2 separate regions of the Muntiacus reevesi genome follow, and region 1 is linked to region 2. Evidence: chromatin contacts called from public Hi-C data. All regions are on one chromosome and are shown on one strand. The core of a region is the stretch at or near the end of the contact, and the rest is flanking DNA. Distances in the headings are between cores, read along the strand shown. Region 1 holds the start of CASP8AP2 (caspase 8 associated protein 2). Region 2 holds the start of BACH2 (BTB domain and CNC homolog 2).

Region 1 (2,700 bases), core at 168-2,667, 420 kb before region 2:
TGCAACAGCATCTCAGAATCCTCCTTCTCAAGGCCAACAGAGCTTACTGAATGTAAATCAGATCACCAGCACCCCAACCTTAAAAACGTTTGGTGGCCCGCCCATGCCTCATCTTTAAAAGTAAATTCCAAGCTCTGCGACAAGTTCTTATGGGGCTTCAAGGTCTGATCCAAGCCTCTCTCCCCAGCCTCACCTCACCCTTTTATGTTAAAGCAACGACGTATGCCTTGTGATTGCACACCTTCTACCCTTCCAGTTTCCACTACCTGGAAAGCTACCTGGCTAACTTCTCTTCAGAAGCGACGGTGGTTGGGGAAGAGTCTGCTGCTGCTAAGTCACTTCAGTTGTGTCCGACTCTGTGCGACCCCATAGACGGCAGCCCACCAGGTTCCCACGTCCCTGGGATTCCCCAGCCAAAAACACTGGAGTGGGTTGCCGTTTCCTTCTCCAATGCTAGAAAATGAAGAGTGAAAGTGAAGTCGCTCAGTCGTGTCCGAATCTTCGCGACCGCAAGGACTGCAGCCTACCAGGCTCCTCCACCCATGGGATTTTTCAGGCAAGAGTACTGGAGTGGGGTACCCTCGCCTTCTCCATGGGGAGAGTCTAGGAAACCAGTATTCTTTCTAAATATATTCACCCAAATGAGGACTTTTTGAAAAACTTTAAAATATACAATAAATTGTTAATGACAGTCGCAAGCTGTTAAAATGGACAAACAGGAGGAAAGGACTAGGGCTCAAGATCACATCTCTAGATGAGGTAGCAGCGAAAGCTGGCTTTATTTCCCCACCGGTCAGTGGCACAGGGCCAGCCTCTGGGGGTTAGACCCTACAGGTGCCTCTGATGCCCGCAAGTTCTAAGAGATAATTCTGGTAGCCTGACTCTAAAAAGCGCTGCTCTCTCTCCCATCCCACTTGACTGGTACCCCCTCGGTACCAGCTCCCCGGGGTAAACTGCTTAGCCTGCAGTCAAGCGTCTGAGGGCAGCGCACAACAGCCTTACTCGTCGTCATCACTTCAGCGCCCAGCGCCTGTCCGGCACGCGGTTGGCAACCAGTCGAATTAACTGAACACAGAACCAAATAAATTAGTCGAATTAACAGAACAAAGACCTAAGTAAATGACAGTGCCTTCTCAACTATTGCTTTTCCCTTTCATGAAGGAGCTCCCGGACCCCGCCCCACCTCAGCCAAGGTTCTGCCCCTTCCATAGCGAAGCCCCGCCCCTTCTTCCCCGCCAGGGCAGGCCCCGCCCCTCTGCCTCAAACACGCGAGTTTGGCGCCAACCGTGCTTTTTTTAATCCCTCCCAAAGGCGGGAACTATTAATGTGCGCCGAGGACGTGCTTTGCGTCCGATCCGATTGGCCGTGGGCGCTCAGTCCCGCCTCCGGGTGCTAGTAGCGAGCTGGCATTGGTGGAGATGCAGGGAGACCAGGGTGTCCAGAGAGGATCCCAGGCTGCTTTGGGCCAGGCGGGGCGGGTAAGTTCTTCTGGGGGTCCGGTCTGCGCGGAGCTTCTGGGAAGAGTTTGCATGGCGCGGTAGTCCCCGTAGCGGAGGATGACTGCGTCCGGGGATCCAGGGAGTTGAAGGGAGCAGCGGAGTCGGTGGGGGTTGGCGTGCGTCTGATGTCCGGGGCCCCCAGGAAGCCGCGTTCCTCGGATGCAGCTTCTGGGCTTTCACTTCAGATCCCTCTATGGTCCTTCGAGAGAATTCGGGAGGTGGCGGGGGCGAGGACTAGCGCAGGTAGGAATTGTCCTTTCGACCACTCTTCCTGCCCCTCCCCTCCAAAACCTCTCTCTCCTTGGAATTGTCCTTTCGACCATTCTTCCTTCCCCTCCCCCCCCAAAACCTATCTCTCCTTGGAATGTACTCGTTCGGATGCGATTCTCTGGAGGAGTGGGTCTTTCCTGTGTCTGGTGATCATTGATGTAGTTTGTTTGTTTCGGCCACTGTTATACCCAGAGAAGTTGTTTACCTTAATCTCTACAGGTATAAGACTCTTTTCCTAACACAGAGTAGATCCTAAGTCAGATGTGAATGTATAATTCGTAGAGTGTCAAGATTTGCGCTTCAGACATCAACTTGCCATTGATTCTGATTCTTCCCTGCTCTTTCCCATTCTTTACAGCTCCAGCTCCAAACCTTGTCTGTCTTGAAGGCTCCTCCTCCATCTCACTCAGGGCTCTTTTGATTGGAGGGGGGACAGAGGCCTTCAGGGGAAGAGTCCCTCTACCCCAATTAGTTCTAGCGTTTCTTGCCATTTTGCAAGAGATCACCCATTAAAAAAATTTTTTTTTTATATTCTTCTCTCTAATGAATATTCTTGGTTTTGTCATCTGGCTTTAGAGACAGTTGGGTTCTAATCCCAGGTCTCCCTTTACCAGCTGTTGGACCTTGAGGCAAATTTCTCTTATCTATTTCTGCATCTGTAAATTGGAAAAAATAATAGTCTGTACCTCATAGGACTTTGGGAGGATTTAAGATAAATTAATAATGTATTTAAGAGCATTTAGGTCAGTGGCTGGCACATAGGGTACAGTATATATGGTGTTTGTTATTCTTTTCCCCGTACATCATTTTAGGGATCTTGCTATATTTGATTAAGCCTTTCCTGTGAGCCTAAAGATACCCTTTCCCTCTCCCCTGACTATTTGTCTACAGATATTTTTGTTTTTCTCTACAAATGTTAATTTCATTCCCT
Region 2 (2,700 bases), core at 81-2,580:
CTGACGGCGGTGCGGGAACTTCCCAAGTTATCAAACTCGCTGCATGCGAGACGGTGCTGCAGATACCTCGCGCGCCCGCGACCCTGGAAGCCTGGGGCGCGCGGTCCTTTCACGCGCACACACCCGGCCCTGCCCGCTTCCTCCCACGGCCCCGAGTTCTTGCAAATCCCCGGCCAAACCGAGGTCGCCTAGGTGCTCACTCGGGTCCCCTCTCGCGGGCAGCCAGGGTAGTCCAAGGAGCGCCAACCGCCTCCCTCTCCATGGGGGCTCGGGTCCTGAGCACTCAGCGGTGAGAGCAGAGAAACTGCGAGACCCCACAGGGCGCCTCTGCGAGGCGCGGCGGGGAGGTGTCCCCTGGATAAACTCCTCTCCTAGGTGGAGCCCAAAGGGGGGTGCAGGCTGAAGTGCAGGCAGGGAGAAGAAGGTGTGTGTGTTGCACTTTGATTTCATGCAGAATCGTGGAAGAGGAAGGTGCAAGATTTTCCTGTCTGAAGGCACGAGCCCCTCGGTTCGAGCTCCCCGGGACTCATGCCAATGACCCGGTCCTTGGCTAGTAGCGATCGTACCCAGCGCGCAGCCCGAGGTCTGCGCTGAGAGTCCCTGGGCTGCCTCTTCCCGGGACCCTAAACTTGGGCTTTGATACCCCGCCTGTCGCTGTAGTCTCAGCTACCCGGCGGCGGCTGACAGCCGAGCGCAAAGCTTCGCGGAGCAGCCCCGGGCGCCGACGCCGCGAGCTGGGAGGAGGCCGCCCGGCCTGGCACCGCGATCGCGGGCCGGGGGCCCGAGCGCAGGGCCGTGGGTCTGACAGCTGCTCCGGTCGCGCGGACGCGCGCCTCCCTCCAGCCCGCCCTCCCCACGCCTGACTTATTACCCTCTGCTCCTCCTCCCCCTGCCGTTCCAAAACACCCGTCGACGCGAGCAAAATACAATGCCGCCTCGCCCGCCGTAAACAGCCGGGCGAGAGAGCGCACGGCCGGAGCCGTGCGTCCGCCCGCTCCGCTCCCACCCCCTTCCCGTTCCTAGAAAATGCCATCAAGGCGGGCAGGGCGCTCGGCTGGCGGCTGCGTGCGCGCCCGGCAGCCGCGGCTCCTTCCCGCGCCGCTTCCGCACGCCTCCCCGCCAGCCGGGCGAGCCCGCTCCCCCGCGCCCCCTCCCCGGCCAACTCGCCCGGCCGCGGGGCCCGGGACCCGCGGGCCACGGACTCACCTCGCCGGAGAACTTTGCGTTCCTCTCCGTCTGCTCCTGCCCGCGTCCTCCCGGCCCGCAGCCCCCTCCCGGCGGTCGGCGGATCGGGGCGGGGTGGGGGTCACCGAAAGCCCGCGGAGAGGGGGCGCATCACATGGCAGCGCGCCCCAGCCCCCCGAGAGTGGCGGGAAGGGGGAGGGGAGGCCGGGGCGAAGGCGAGAGCCCGGCGGCCGCGGAGGGGCAGGCGGGCGGCGAGGGCGGCGGCGGGCGCTGGCTTCAGCGCTGCTGCGACCGCAGCCGGCGTGCACGGTGGCCGCGGCCGCTGCTGGCGAGGCGGCGGCTGCTCGGCGCTGTCTGCTCCGCGCCGCGCGGCTCGCGCTCTCCCCGGAACGCCCACACTCTCAATCGCTACATTGTTGACATTCGGCGCTGACGTCACCCGCTCCCCATTCACAATAACTTTACGGGAGCCGGGCAGCGCACCTCCCCGGCCGCTGGGGCGCCGTACGCCCGGCGACTAGCGTAAGCCGCTCCGCGAATGGCGCTCGGGGCTGGGGCGGAGGGGCACGGGGCGGGCGCGCGCTCGGCCTGCTCGCGGGAGGGGGCGCGCCTCACGCCGCCGCCGCCGCCGCCGCTCTCCCCGCTTTGTGCGGCCGCGCGGCCTGCAGGGCCCCCTGCTCCTGGCCCTCCTGGCCGCCTGGCTGGGTCCGGCCTGGCCGGCGACTCGCCCAGGGGCCTCGAAAGGCCGGGACTGGGGGCGAGAGGGGAGGTTGGAGAGGTGATGGCTGGTGTGGCACGTGCGGAGCGGGCAGAGCCGGGGCGCCCGACCCTGGAAGGGGAGTGGGACCTCGAGACCTGGGATTCCGGGCTTGCTGGCGGTTTCCCAAGAAGGGGCAGGAAAAGATGCGCCGCTCAAAGCTGACCGGTCCCCCTGTTGGGAGCAGACGGGGTGAGAAAGAGTAGCTTCTGACCTAAGGTTGACACTGAGTTTGCAATCCTTTCCAGGAGGGCCTCCGCCTGTCCCACCGAGGTGGCCCCTGAGTCCGCACGCCAGGGTTGGAAAGGGGCGCGTGCGATGGCGAAGCTCACCCAGGAGCCTGCCTCGCGGCTGCCTCCCCAGTCCTGCTGGGGTCCAGCCCCCTGCCCGCCGCCCACTCCAGAGGCCGCCAGGGTGTTGCTGCTGCGCCTGAAGGCCAGCGCGCGGCCGCCCTGTCGGAAGAAAGCTTGATGGTGGTTAGGGTTTTACAGAAAGTAATTAGGACTTCGACTGAAGGAACATTTGCAATTAAAGGGGGTTGTGTTAGTACAGTGCTGGTGCCTGCAACTTTACGCCTGCCAGGGCCAAGAAATTCTGCCACGTTTCCCCGAGCACCTATAACTTGGCCCCCTTGTGTACAGGCGGTATTCTGTATTATTGCATGCGGTGCTGGTTTTTAATGAAGATTATAAAACTTTGGCTCGCTCTACTGAGAGAAGGACCATAAATCGCCCCTGTAAAATGGGCGCTGGCATATG

The links. A called contact is a pair of places that touch in the nucleus more often than the background predicts.
Region 1: a contact with region 2 is called in a Hi-C map of blood, with 6 times the contacts expected there. The contact joins the promoter of CASP8AP2 here to the promoter of BACH2 in region 2. A contact is called at or near these places in 2 of 3 Hi-C or Micro-C datasets (blood and muscle).

What each region holds. Positions count from the first base shown.
Region 1 is chr19:56,440,131-56,442,830 of mMunRee1.1, reverse strand. CASP8AP2 (caspase 8 associated protein 2) reads left to right here and starts at 1,417. Exons shown (of 11, transcript XM_065911470.1): 1 at 1,417-1,478.
Region 2 is chr19:56,016,733-56,019,432 of mMunRee1.1, reverse strand. BACH2 (BTB domain and CNC homolog 2) reads right to left here and starts at 1,330. Exons shown (of 7, transcript XM_065911689.1): 1 at 1,207-1,330.